Linked DNA regions of Pan troglodytes: all the other regions are linked to region 2. The links are chromatin contacts, called in public HiChIP or PLAC-seq maps. All regions are on one chromosome and are shown on one strand. Each heading gives the region's core, a stretch centred on a gene start, on an enhancer-like site or on the middle of the called end of the contact. The rest is flanking DNA. Distances are from core to core; before and after follow the strand shown. Region 1 holds the start of INTS7 (integrator complex subunit 7). Region 2 holds the start of LPGAT1 (lysophosphatidylglycerol acyltransferase 1). Region 3 holds the start of NEK2 (NIMA related kinase 2).

What was found. HiChIP or PLAC-seq counts read pairs in DNA pulled down with a chosen protein or histone mark.
Region 1: an H3K4me3 HiChIP or PLAC-seq map of stem cell-derived excitatory neurons shows a contact between it and region 2, with 2.5 times the contacts expected there. The contact joins the promoter of INTS7 here to the promoter of LPGAT1 in region 2. A contact is called at or near these places in 1 of 7 Hi-C or Micro-C datasets (stem cell-derived neural progenitor cells) and 1 of 1 datasets of contacts at active chromatin or transcription factors (stem cell-derived excitatory neurons).
Region 3: a contact with region 2 is called in an H3K4me3 HiChIP or PLAC-seq map of stem cell-derived excitatory neurons, with 4 times the contacts expected there. The contact joins the promoter of NEK2 here to the promoter of LPGAT1 in region 2. A contact is called at or near these places in 1 of 7 Hi-C or Micro-C datasets (stem cell-derived neural progenitor cells) and 1 of 1 datasets of contacts at active chromatin or transcription factors (stem cell-derived excitatory neurons).

Annotation. Positions count from the first base shown.
Region 1 is chr1:37,072,980-37,077,005 of NHGRI_mPanTro3-v2.0_pri, reverse strand. It overlaps INTS7 (integrator complex subunit 7), which reads right to left and starts at 1,657. Exons shown (of 20, transcript NM_001280517.1): 1 at 1,472-1,657. The coding sequence starts at 1,565. It overlaps DTL (denticleless E3 ubiquitin protein ligase homolog), which reads left to right and starts at 1,767. Exons shown (of 15, transcript XM_525058.7): 1 at 1,767-2,070. The coding sequence starts at 2,019.
Region 2 is chr1:37,278,144-37,282,448 of NHGRI_mPanTro3-v2.0_pri, reverse strand. It overlaps LPGAT1 (lysophosphatidylglycerol acyltransferase 1), which reads right to left and starts at 2,081. Exons shown (of 8, transcript XM_001170154.6): 1 at 1,847-2,081; 2 at 334-598. The coding sequence starts at 571.
Region 3 is chr1:37,437,009-37,441,176 of NHGRI_mPanTro3-v2.0_pri, reverse strand. NEK2 (NIMA related kinase 2) reads right to left here and starts at 2,218. Exons shown (of 8, transcript NM_001280514.1): 1 at 2,011-2,218; 2 at 919-1,136; 3 at 106-346. The coding sequence starts at 2,106.

The DNA of each region.
Region 1 (4,026 bases), core at 408-2,907, 210 kb after region 2:
GAGTTGGAGACCAGCCTGGCCAACATGGTGAAACCCCGTCTATACTAAAAATACAAAAATTGGCCGGGCGTGGTGGCGGGCGCCTGTAATTCCAGCTACTCGGGAGGCTGAGGCAGGAGAACCGTTTGAACCCGGGAGGCGGAGGTTGCAGTGAGCCGAGATGGCGCCACTGCACTCTAGCCTGGGCAACAGAGCAACACTCTGTCTCCAAAAAAAAAAGAAAAACACATTTAGTATTATAGTTTTTTTTTTTTTTTCCAGAGGAGAAAACCCCTAAAGATTTGGTAAGAGAAAGAAAAGTTCAACATAATTTTCTTGGTTGATGGGGGTGCACTAAAGATACTGAGACTCAACCAAAAGAATATCCCATTAGGGGGCTGTGAAATTTTTGTGTTTATCAAAATAAGGTAAAAGCTTTTTTAAGAGCCTGAGAAACTCTTATTTAGACTAACCCACTAAAAATATTCAGTTTAAAAAACAAACAGAAAAAGAGTCCCAAAAAAGTTAATAGACATGTCCAACTCAGAAAACTGGGAAGTGGCTCAAATCCTTCTGAGTTCTAGTCCAGTTCTCCAACATTATATATTGGCTACAATTAATCAAGATTTAATTGTATACCAGCTGCCGAAATGTTTCCTGTACAATAAAAATCCTTAATATGAAATAAAGGTTTCATATTACTAGTCGAGTTCTTTACTAACAAATTTCCGACCTTGCCTCCCATATCCACATCTAAGAAGGGAGGTATATCTCTTCAGCATTTACTAAATGCTTCTTTTGCATACCATTAAGTCACTTAATACAATTCTGCCGGCTCAATGGTACTGTACCCACTTTGCAGACGACAAACCGAGGCTAGATGAAGTTAATCATAAAATTATCGGCATTGAAATTTAACTCAGTGTAACCCCAAAGCTCCTTCTACACCAAGCTGCTCCCTGTACGGAAACAGAACTCCTGGAACTTGTCCGCAGAGAATGAGCAGGGCCCTTGCTTTTTTATGGTCTTGGCCAGGTTTAGCCTGCCTTGTAACCCGCAGGTAACAGAGCTATGGAAATCAAATGAATCGCTGTCAAGTCGGTGCAAGATTACTATTCAGCACATTTCATGAAGACCTGGTCTCAACTGAACAGACTGAAAACCAATTTCACAATTTCTTTGCAGTGTCTCTTAGAAACTAGCCACTGTCACTGCTTAGAAAATCGGGGGACTGCTCCCTCAAGTGGTCAAAACGGGCCTCTCACTAGAGCTCGCTACTTGTTTAGCCGCTATAAGGCCAGTCACACAATCCTGCAAATTTTCCGCAACCTCCCGAAGGGGTCAAAGCCCACGCCCCAGCAAAAGCACAGGCGCTCCCCGCCCAGCGAAGATATGCGCATGCGCCTATCCGTCTTCTCCCAAAGCAACCACCACCTGGTGGCGCCACTTCCCCCCACGCTTGTTTCACCCATTCAGCCCCTCTTTCGAATACCTTTGTCCAATTCCATAAGGGCAGAGTTGGCATCCAGTTCCTGTTCGCCATAGCCGGCATCTGCCAGGAAAGACTTAGTTGAGTTTGACGCCATGACCCGAATAGTTACTCGACTAGCCTAGTCAGAAAGATTGCAAACTCTACCCCAGGACCGCCATCTTCCCCCGCCGCCTTCTTGCTGGTTTTTCTTCCGCGCGCTGTCAAGCCCTGTTACGCATGCGCCCTGGTCACCCCGCGGTTTGTCCGCGCCTCGGCTACCCCCTGCGCAGGCGCTCAAGGAGCTCTTGGACTCCAGGTTCCCGCGGCTGGGAGAAAAGGAGGCGGGGATCCGAAGGGGGAAATGACTCTGAGGCGCCCGGACGTCGCTCGGAAGCCAATCAGAGAGCGTGACGTCAGTTTGGCGCGGAGTTTGGCGGCCGGGGCTTACAGTGGCGGGAGTTGGAGGCGATAACGATTTGTGTTGTGAGAGGCGCAAGCTGCGATTTCTGCTGAACTTGGAGGCATTTCTACGACTTTTCTCTCAGCTGAGCCTTTTCCTCCGACCCTGATGCTCTTCAATTCGGTGCTCCGCCAGCCCCAGCTTGGCGTCCTGAGAAATGGTGAGTAACGGTCCCAACCGCTGCTCGGAGCTGGCGGAATTCATTTTCCCCGAAACACACGCCACCTCCGACCAGGGCCGACTCCAATTCTGAACTCAGCTTCTGAGTTCTCCCATGGCAAGGGTAAATTAGTGTTAGCAGGGACTACTAAAGAAAGCTGTACTTTCATCCCCTCGGGACACTTGTAATCGTAATCGGGCTTTTAAAATCGTAACGTAGGCAGGGACGTCGAAATAACTGCCTTCCAAGGCCCCTTACAGCTTTCATCTCCATTGCGCGTTAACGGGAAAATGCATGCATTTGTGTGTATATGTTTCCCTCAACAGTTATTTGAGATGCTCAAAACTCCTAATCATTGATTAATTCATTCGTTTGTTGTGGAATCTTAGTGAGCCCAGCTATGTGCTATAGGTATATACCAGTGAATATGACCCGCTGTTAAGGAACTCAGTCAAGCAGAGAAGACAGGATATCTGCTTCTAACAGGAACAAAATCTTATTTTCCCCGTTTACTACACGGTCATAAAAATTTAAATTATAGAGTGAAAGATGCCTGTAACCACATCCGCCAGAGATGACCTCTGTTAATAGATTGAAGTATATTATTCCAGATGTTTTCGATGCTAGAGGTAATACCTATTATTTTCAGAAATCGGATCAAAATGTCCAGTTTTTTCACTTTAATGGTATAAGTTGAACTTATTCCCATGTTAATACGTAGAAATCTAACTTATATTCTTACGCTAAAACATTGGCAGTAAGAGATTTGAGGTTAGATTTGGATGTCATCAACTTAAACTTTTTGGTAAGTTTCAGATAAGGGAGCTAAACTACCCAGACTAACCTTGGACAGAAATAAAATCTCACTCATGTGAAGGTCGACTATAGCCAGAGGTTCTTTTTCCCCTTGAAACTATGTGGAAAACGAACCTGAGAAGGGAATTTTTATATTCAGGGATGAGTCTAGGAAAATAATATTGAGAAAGAGACTGAGAAGTAGTCCCTCAACTTCCTGCTAGCAGTCTGAAACTTTATACCATCCTTATTTATTTCCCTCTTAGATAATCTTTGTAATTATACTTAAATGCTCCTCTTTCTGTCTCTCCTGGGACCTTGTTTGAGTAACTTCTTTGTCCTCTGTTTAAGAGTGACAGTACGCACAGTGACTAAGAGCTCTGTCTTTGAAGTTAAACTGCCTGGGTTTTATTATACCTCCACACCTTACTATATGTGTGTCCTGGGGGAGCTATTCAGCCTCTATTTTGTGACAGATTTTCTCCTAATTCTCCATGTGTTTACCTTTCCCTTCCCTCTTTCCTATTCTCAAGTACTCATTCGTTGTTACATAATAGTCACTGAAATTCATTCGTTATTATATGCAATCTATAGAATCATCTCCTTTCCTCTTCAGTGTTGGTGTTCCATCCTTGACCCCTTTTCTTCTTCTACCTACTCCTTTGGATGATCACAGCCACAACCAGGGCTTCTTCCACTTCTACATACATACAACCTTCTGTTACTTATATAGTAAGTCCTCACTTAATGTCTAGATAGGCTCTTGGAAACTGTGACTTTAGGGAAAACAGTGTATAACTAAACTAACTCTACCATAGGCTACTTGATATAAATAAGAATTGTTTCAGTGGCATATTTTGGTCACACAAACACCACCGAACTTCTAAAGAAAGACTCAAAGCACTTTTAATATTAAATGTTGAAATAATTGTGTGCTATACATATATTTGATAATAATAAAAACAGGTGAGATAATTATCCAAGTTTTGGTGTATCAGCGAGTGACCTCGGTCATAGTGGCGGTGGGCTAAATCAAGGAATAAGTGTTTGCAAAGTGAAAATTGGAAGGAGCACCTCCTACCACCACCCAGTTCAAAAACAATCACAAATATGGCAGCTCACTGAGCCCTTTCATACCAAATCGTTTATTGTCATTCATTT
Region 2 (4,305 bases), core at 832-3,331:
AAATATCTTACATCTTCACTTTATAAGCTCTCGAGTCCTATACAACGCACTCCTATTCCTCTACCAGAGCTTTTGCAGACCAGTTTTAATAAATGTATGTCAATCACAATAAAAACACTAAGAAATTTACCAATACATAATTATGAAATTATACTTCTGAAAACATCGGTCTTCCTGAGATTCTGAAGAGAAACCCAATAGAACTGTTTTCTTTTTATTTTTTTCAATAGTGAAGACATGAAAGCATCCTCAACCCAAAGTGTAATATACATTTAATCATGGTTCCTGACAAATTTTTTCTTATGCATTAAAGAAAAGTGTTCTCACTCTTACCTGTATATCCAGCATACCATCCCCAGGAAGCTACCATTCCTAAAAGCCATTTATACATGATTCCTTCGATATACCAGAACCGCTTACTGTCCAGCACTCGAAGGGGCTGAAGTATAATTACATAGCAGATGTAGGATGGAATAGCAACCAGGTTGTTGACGACCATGAAGGCAAACCTCATCAGTGCTTTCACCAAGAGCCAGCCCAGCCACGGAGCTTCTTCCAAAGTTATAGCCATTCTCACACTGGACTCCGTCCTGTCTTTCTGGGGTGAAAGAAAAATTCACTTAAAAAGGAAAATTCATTAAATACATCTAAACAGTCACCAACATAGAAATCGCCCCCAGCACAAAATAAAACAGCGAGGGTCGAAGCTTTCCGGTTGTAGTACCTCGGTGATCTCTCAGGGGAAATTCCAGAGGGGGACAGAGAGCGAGGGAGGAGGAGCCGCACAAGGTCAAGGGAGCTGTTCACCGAGGCACGAAGTATGTCACAATATATTTAGCAAATGATAACACAATTCCCATTCAGTAATCGGTGGCCGTCCCCGCACCGTGTCTCACTGCGGTCGTCTATTGGACTTAGAAAAATAGATCCACTCGCTTCAGACAACCTCAGGATCTCCAAACTGAAGACACAAGTGACATGACCGAAACAGGGTCCCCTCAATAAGATTTCCCAGATACTGAGGACCTCAGTCTCCTCACCACCACGATTCCTGCACACCGATGCATTCCTTTAAAAGGTCTCTGGCTCTAGCGAAGAGTTACCCTCAAAATTCTCATTTGTAGCAATAGGGTTTTTGTTTCCCTTTTTTTTTAAGAAAAAAAATGGGGGGCCTAGAAAAAAAGCTTACAAGGTGAGAGGAAGAAAGTAGGGGGTTATAATGCGAAAAAGAGGAAGAACAGGAGTAGGGGGAAGGGAGCAAAAGCCAGAAAGAGGTAAAAGCCAATGAACTGGGGATGAAGAGAATGAGATTTCCGACCAGAGGGCAAGGAAGCGGGGGATGATGAAAGGGGCAGAGAAGAGGCGACCGCAGCGCGGGGAGCCGGTGGAGCCTGCAGCGGTTTCCGCGGATGTGGAAGGGTCGTGGCGGCGGGCGCGGCCCGCGCGCCGGGCTCACCTCGGCGGGCGCGGACGGCGGGCGGCTGCGGAGCGCGGGGGCGGGTGTCCCCCGCCGAGGGGTCGCGGTCATGGACGCGGCGGCGGCCCAAGCGGCCCGAGGCGCTGCGCGAGCGGGCGCGCTGGCGCCCTACTCCCCTCGCGGCTGCCTGCGGACAGAGGGACGGCGGGGACTCAGAGGCCGGACCTGTCACCGGGGCGGGTCCCGGGGAGGCGGGCGGACGCCCCGCGCCCCCGCCTCCTCCCCGGGGCCTACCGCGCCCTCGTCCCTCAGGCCGCTGCCGCCTCCCCGGGCCACGCGACGACGACACCCCCTTCCCCGCCCCCAGCGCCTCCCCTGGCCCGGCTCCGCTGCCGCTCCGGGGCCTGCGACCGCCGAGCCGGGGGTTACCTCGGGCTGGCCGGGCCCCGGCCGGGGCTTTGGGAGTCAGAGGAGCCGGAAGAATGCATGGCCGGCGGCGGGGCCGGCGGAAGAAGGCGGTGGCGGGGCCCTGCCCCGCTCCGGCTGTGGCGCGGCCCGCGCCCGTTCCCCGGCGGCGCCGAGACTCGGTCCCCAAGGGCCCGGCCGCGTTCGCCGGGACTGGCGGGGAGGAGCGGCGGGAGGAAGCGGCGGGAGTCGGGACTGCGGCGGAGCCGCCCCCACAGCGCCCTCTAATGAAAGCGCCGCCGCCGCTGCCTGGCCCGCTTGCCCCGCCTGGCCCGCTCCCCCTACCCCTGCGCCAGCGAGTCGGGGCCCTCGGGGCTACCTGGACGCTCGGCCAGGACCTCAGTGAGTCCAGAACATACTGAGGGAAAGGGCCGCTCGGAAAGGTCTAGGAATGAACACCCATCCTCACACCCCAGGAGTGCCTTGGTTTCAGTTGAGAGCCCCTTTTCAGCCAACACGGCCGCCTTTCATTGTTAGGGCTCTCTTCTCTGCCCAAACTAGGAACCTGTCTCCTTGACGGCTAAATGTCCACTTTTCATTCTTAATGAAACCCGGTTGCACTCATGGCTTTTCTTCTTAACCTCTGCAGTGTATTATTGTCTAGAGTTTCAAATTCATTCTTTTTACGGTCAAAAGTCTTGTTTCAGGAAAGCAGCTGGAACATTAATGGCAATTCCACTTTCCCATTCATCGCCCCCGCCCCCACCACCCCACCAAGAAACTCAGTGGGAATGAATGGTCTACACAGAGAAACTGAAATCTGGTTAGTCAAGAAGGAAAAAACAACCAAGTGCCTAGCATTAAGTAAGTACTCACCCGCCCGCCATAAAAAGAAAAACCGAAAAGACAAAAAACGGTGGCCATGGGAACTCCTAGACAGACCCCGTCGCTTGGGATACTATAGCTGCATTCTGGTTCAAAGGCTGGACCACCTGAAGGAAAATAGAGAAATAGTCCATTGACCTACCCCCTTGAGCATTCTTAAATGATCTGCCTAAATTTTAGTTTTTAAAAATCCTGTTTATAAAACCTTATGTCCCTTAAGCACATTTGTAAATGGAGGGGATGGGGCAGGGCAGATTTCACACTCCCTAGGGAACTGCCATATTTGAATCAGAATGCCACCTATTCTGCCTATTTTGAAAATGTTCATCACAGCGTTTGCTCTGGACTCTCAACTTTCTCTAATTTCAGTTCCTCTTAGGTCCACAGGTGAAGGAAAGATATGCCCCATTCTATTCCTTGCATTGTCTCTTTATTGACAAGGTAGTAAGATCTTTAAATAAATCTCATGAGAGAGATAATATATATACTTTATTATTCAAAATATGTCATTATATTCTTAAGTAAGATAGGTGAGGCACATATTTATTTCCACAATCAAGAATAAACTCTAAGGATTCCATCTGGTCCATCCAATTCAGCTTTCCCACATGCTGCGTAAACGTTGGCTGACACCTGGAGAGAGATAACCTACAATGGGATTTACACGTGATTCCTGGATCAGGGACCATCTGCCAGAGGACCAGACACAGCAGCACTTGATGAAATGCAATTAGTACCAGGCCCAGAATTCATTTTCAGGCTCAGAAAAGAGCCAGAGGTTGGGCAGGACCTCTGGCTCTTTAGTGTACAAAAACAACACTTGAAGTGTCTACCAAAGAGACAGATTCTTCGGCATCATACCAGAACATTTTAATAATCTAGGTCCAGTGGACCTGAGAACCTGCTTTTTAAAAAGCGTCATAGGTGATTCTGATGCAAGTAGTATGCCGACCTTGCTTTAAGAAACCCTGACTTAGAGGTATTCTGAGATGATCACATTCTCTTCTAGACCCTTCATAATTTTAAATCATTTGATCATATGTGTTCTCATGTGTGTTAGTCAGCTAGAGCTGCCATAACAACATACTGCAAACTGGGTGGCTTAAACAACAGAAACTTATTTTCTCAAAGTTCTGAAGGCCAAGATCAGAGATCAAAGTGTGGGGAGGTCTGGTTTCTTCTGAGGCCTGTCCCCTCGGGTTGCTGATCACCATCTCTCATTGCAGAATTCTGCCATTTCAGTATCTCCTTATGGAAGGAGTAGGGAAGACCTAATCTCCTTGATCTTTTCAGATCTCCTCCTATTAACTGCTTCCAACCTCATTAGACTTTTCTTGAAACTCAACCAACAGTACAACACATTATGTTCCAGGTATAGATATGCCCTGGTTTTGTGCCAAGAGTGTAGGAGAGGGGTTATCTTCTTAACTTTCTGACCACAATATCAGTTTCAAGATAAGTCAGCTGCTATAATAGATAAGAAACTGTTAGGGCTGACTTCTTAAGGGAACAATTTCAGATGATGCTTGTGTTTATTTCTTGCATTTCGAAGTTCGTTTTAGTTAGTTTTACCTTCCTCTTGCCTATACTACAATTTT
Region 3 (4,168 bases), core at 969-3,468, 160 kb before region 2:
CACTCCAGCCTGGGCAACAGAGCGAGACTCTGTCTCAAAAACAAACAAACAAGAAAACAAAAATAAAAGATGTTTTAAAAAGTAGCTAAATTCTGAAATACTTACAGGAGACATGTAATAAGGTGTGCCAACAAATGTTTTTGCAAAACTCGTGTCGTGGTTTAATATTCTAGCTAGCCCAAAGTCTCCAAGCTTGACGTTTTGCTTGCCATCCAGGAAAACATTGGCTGGTTTCAGATCCCGATGCAATACGGTATGACCACCATCACTTCGTCTGTGGCATTCCTTCAGGGCCAGAGTCAACTGAGTCATCACTCGAAGAACAAACTCTTCATCTAAGTATTGCCTGAAACCAAAGCAGTTATACAGCATATAACTTCTAAAAAAATCATTGCCAAGATGGGATGATATAAATTATCCAGTGTACAAATAGGGAAATTATTTATTTATTTATTTATATTTTTTGAGACAGGGTCTTACTCTGTCACCCAGGCTGGAATGCAGTGGCACGATCATGGCTCACTGCAGCCTCGACCTCCCAGGCTCAAGCAATCCTCTTGCCTCAGCCTCCCAAGTAGCTTGGACTACAGGCACATGTCACCATACCTGGCTAATTTTTGTAGAAACAGGGTCCCACTATGTTGCCCAGGCTGGTCTTGAAATCCTGGGTTCAAGTGATCCTCCCGCATCGGCCTCCCAAAGTGTTGGGATTACAGGTGTGAGCCACCACACTCAGCCTATAAATTGTTATTTTGATATAAAATATGGGTGTTGATTCACTGGGAATTTTCTGAAGTACTATGGACCTACCAAACAAGTACAAGTACACTCTTCCATATTACTGATCCCAAAACAAGATGCTTAAAATAAATGAAACTAGACCAATTTCAGCTTACATTTTTAAAAGATTATGCTTACCTTTCCTTGGTTCCCTTTGTAATTACACTAGCCAGATCCCCTCCTTCACAATATTCCATTACAATGTACAGTGTTGTATTGGTCCGGTCAATAATCCGATCATAGTAACGAACGATGTTTGGATGTTTCAGTTCACGAAGCAAATTCACTTCAGAAACAAGCATCTGTTTCTCAGCTTCTGTCATGGAGCCATAGTCAAGTTCTTTCCAAACTAATATCTGAAATAAGAATTTCCAAGGTATGAATGAACTCATTATGCTCAAAAACAAAGAATGAAAGTTCCAAGATTTAACAAATTACCTCTCTTTTAATTATATCCTACAATCAAGGTCATTATCTAATTTAGTTCAATGAACTTAAGGAGCTGTGAGTTTACTTCCATAATCTTCCTCCAGTTCTAAGCAGTAAATGATGTTGTGGGGAGATAAACGGGAATGAGGCACATGAGGACTCCCCCAACCCCTACCCTCAGTTGATTAGTGGGAAGTTGGCTAAAAGGTTTGACTATAGTCAAAATTGGGGTGAAGGTGGTCAAAGTCCCTGCCCCATTCCACCCCAGTCGTGTTTCCCCAGGATGAGACACCTTGGTAAAGATCCCTCCATCAGCAGCCAGGCAGTTTCCTGTCCAATGTTACTTTCTGTAAAAGTTCTACCTATATACATTGGGAAATATGAATCCAATAATCCTAATAATGGATATTTTGAGGGAGTCTGACTGCAGATACAAAGCTTCGGGTTCTGGTAGTCCTGCCCCTTTCTTGTGCCTGAGAGAGGGCCACTCTTAGAGCTCTAAAAACAGCTCAGGAATTAGTTACGTGTCACCAATGGAAGGTCCTTAGCAAGCCAAAGCAGGAGAAAGAGAGAAATGGGGAGAGAAACGGGAAAAGATGGAAATACATATATCAAAAGAAGCGGTCTCCCATCCTTTAAGCCACCCAGGACAGGCTGTCAGATGCAGACCCAGGAAAGACGGTTTAGTCTTCCGGGCACCCATTTCCTCAGCCCTCTCGGTTCCCTTCGGTGGCGCAGGGCGCTCGCCCCGGGGCGACGAAACCTAAGCAGGGGCAGGCGCAGGGTAGGTCCCACGCTCACCTTGCCATCACTCTTCCTCCGGATCTTCTGGCAGCGGCCGTAGGAGCCTGTGCCAATGGTGTACAACACTTCATAGTCCTCAGCCCGGGAAGGCATGGCCGGCCAGTCGCCAGAGTCGCGCTGCCTCACGCAGGTTGCGCCCCCAAGTGCGGAGCTCCAGGGACCAGGAGCTCCAGGGACCTGGACGGAGAAGCCCCCGAGCAGCACTGACCCGCCACCCCTGCCTTGGGCCCCGTTTAACCGTCGCGGGCCCTGATCTTGCAGTCTATTGGCAGGCGGTGGGCCCTCTTCGCCTCTCTGATTGGCTAAGAAGACCACAACAATACCCTAGGCATTTTGGGAAAAGTGTCACTAGGCAACCGCGTCGGCGTCTGCTTTTAACCCGTGGGAGAACTGGGCGAGCTAAGCCAAACGGAGGGCGGGAGAAAGGAAGCGGCAGCTGGCGCCTCTCGGCAACTCTAACCCTCTGGTAGAGATCGCCAAGGTAACCGAGATCTAAGGACCTCCCCTCAGGCTTCTTTGCACACCGCTTCCACCAGATGCCTTCTGACCTTTGCACTCTGGCCCCTCACACTACCTACTCTCCCCGGCACACGACTTCCTCGCTCAGGTTCCAGTACCCTGAACCTGGGTGGGGTCACGTTGAGGATATGCTGAGAGCTGAATACAAATTAGAAATACAGACTCCCGGGTGGGCGCGGTGACTCACGCTCGCCCGTAACCCTAGCACTTTGGGAAGCCGAGGTGGGTGGGTCGCTTGAGCCCAGGAGTTCAGACCAGCCTGGGCAACAGGGCAAACCTCGTCTCTACTGAAAATACGAAAATTAGGCCGGGCGCTGTGGCTCACGGCTATAATCCTAGCACTTTGGGAGGCCGAGGCTGTCGGATTGCTTGAGGCCAAGAGTTCAAGACCAGCCTGGCCAACATGGCGAAACGCCGTCTCTACTAAAAATGAAAAAAAAAAAAAAAAAAAGTAACAGAGCATGGGGTTGCAGGCCTGTAATCCCAGCTTCTTGGGAGGCTGAGGCATGAGGAATTGCTTGAACCCGGGAGGCAGAGGTTACAGTGAGCCGTGCGCCACTGCACTCCAGCCTGGGCGACACAGTGACACCCAGTCTCCAAAAAAAAAAAAAAGAAGAAATACAGTCGCTCTCCTACCAAGTACTTTACACGTCTTGTCCCGTTTATGTGTGCCAAATACATAATTAACCCTATTGACAATACTTCATTGAACACAGATTCTCTTTTACGCACCCACACAAACCAACGTTCTCAGCTTACCCAGCCAAATGAACAGCCCCATATTTACCGGGGAAGGAGGACTTAGAGGCCTCCATCCAGGGCTTGTTAGAGGAATATGTACATTACCAGAAAGCTAATAATTTGGAAATGCATGAACAGGCCAGTTTTCTTTAAATATCTGTTCAGCAAAGGATTAAAAGACACCTGATTTTCTATTAATAAGAATTTAAAAGCTCTTTATGTAAAAATAAGGGACTTATTACATGCCCTGAATATAACATAAGATAATTGGAATTGCCAACCAGGAGAATTTTTAAATTAACATTCAAGGGCACTGTCTTACCTCAGGGGAATAGGACCAATTTAGGTTTCAAAAGTTATGTAAGGAACTGCAAGTGGCTGTGTTAATTAGCATCATTTTTTTTATTTTTGTGCCTCTTACAGATTGGTATCCATAGAGCTTGCTGTGGTTTGAATGTATCCCCCAAAGTTCATGTGTTGGAAACTTTATTCTTAATGCAAAAGTGTTAAGAGGTGAGACCTTTAAATTGATTGGGTTATGAGGGCTACGCCCTCACGAATGGATTAACGTAATCACAGGAGTGGGTTATCTTGAGAGCCGGTTGGTTATAAAAATGCGTTTTGGCTTTCCCTTGCTGTTTCTCTTACCATGTGATGCCTTCCGCTATTTTTTGACCCAGAGAAAAGGCTGCTGCCAGATGCTACCCCTTGATCTTGGACTTCCTAGCTTCCAGAACCGTGAGCCAAATAAACTATTGTTTATAAATTGTCCAGTCTGTGGCATCCTATTATAGCAACATGAAACTGTATAAGACAGAGCCCTGGCCGGGCATGGTGGCTCACACCTGTAATCCCAGCACGTTGGGAGGTCAAGGCGGGTGGATCACGAGGTCAG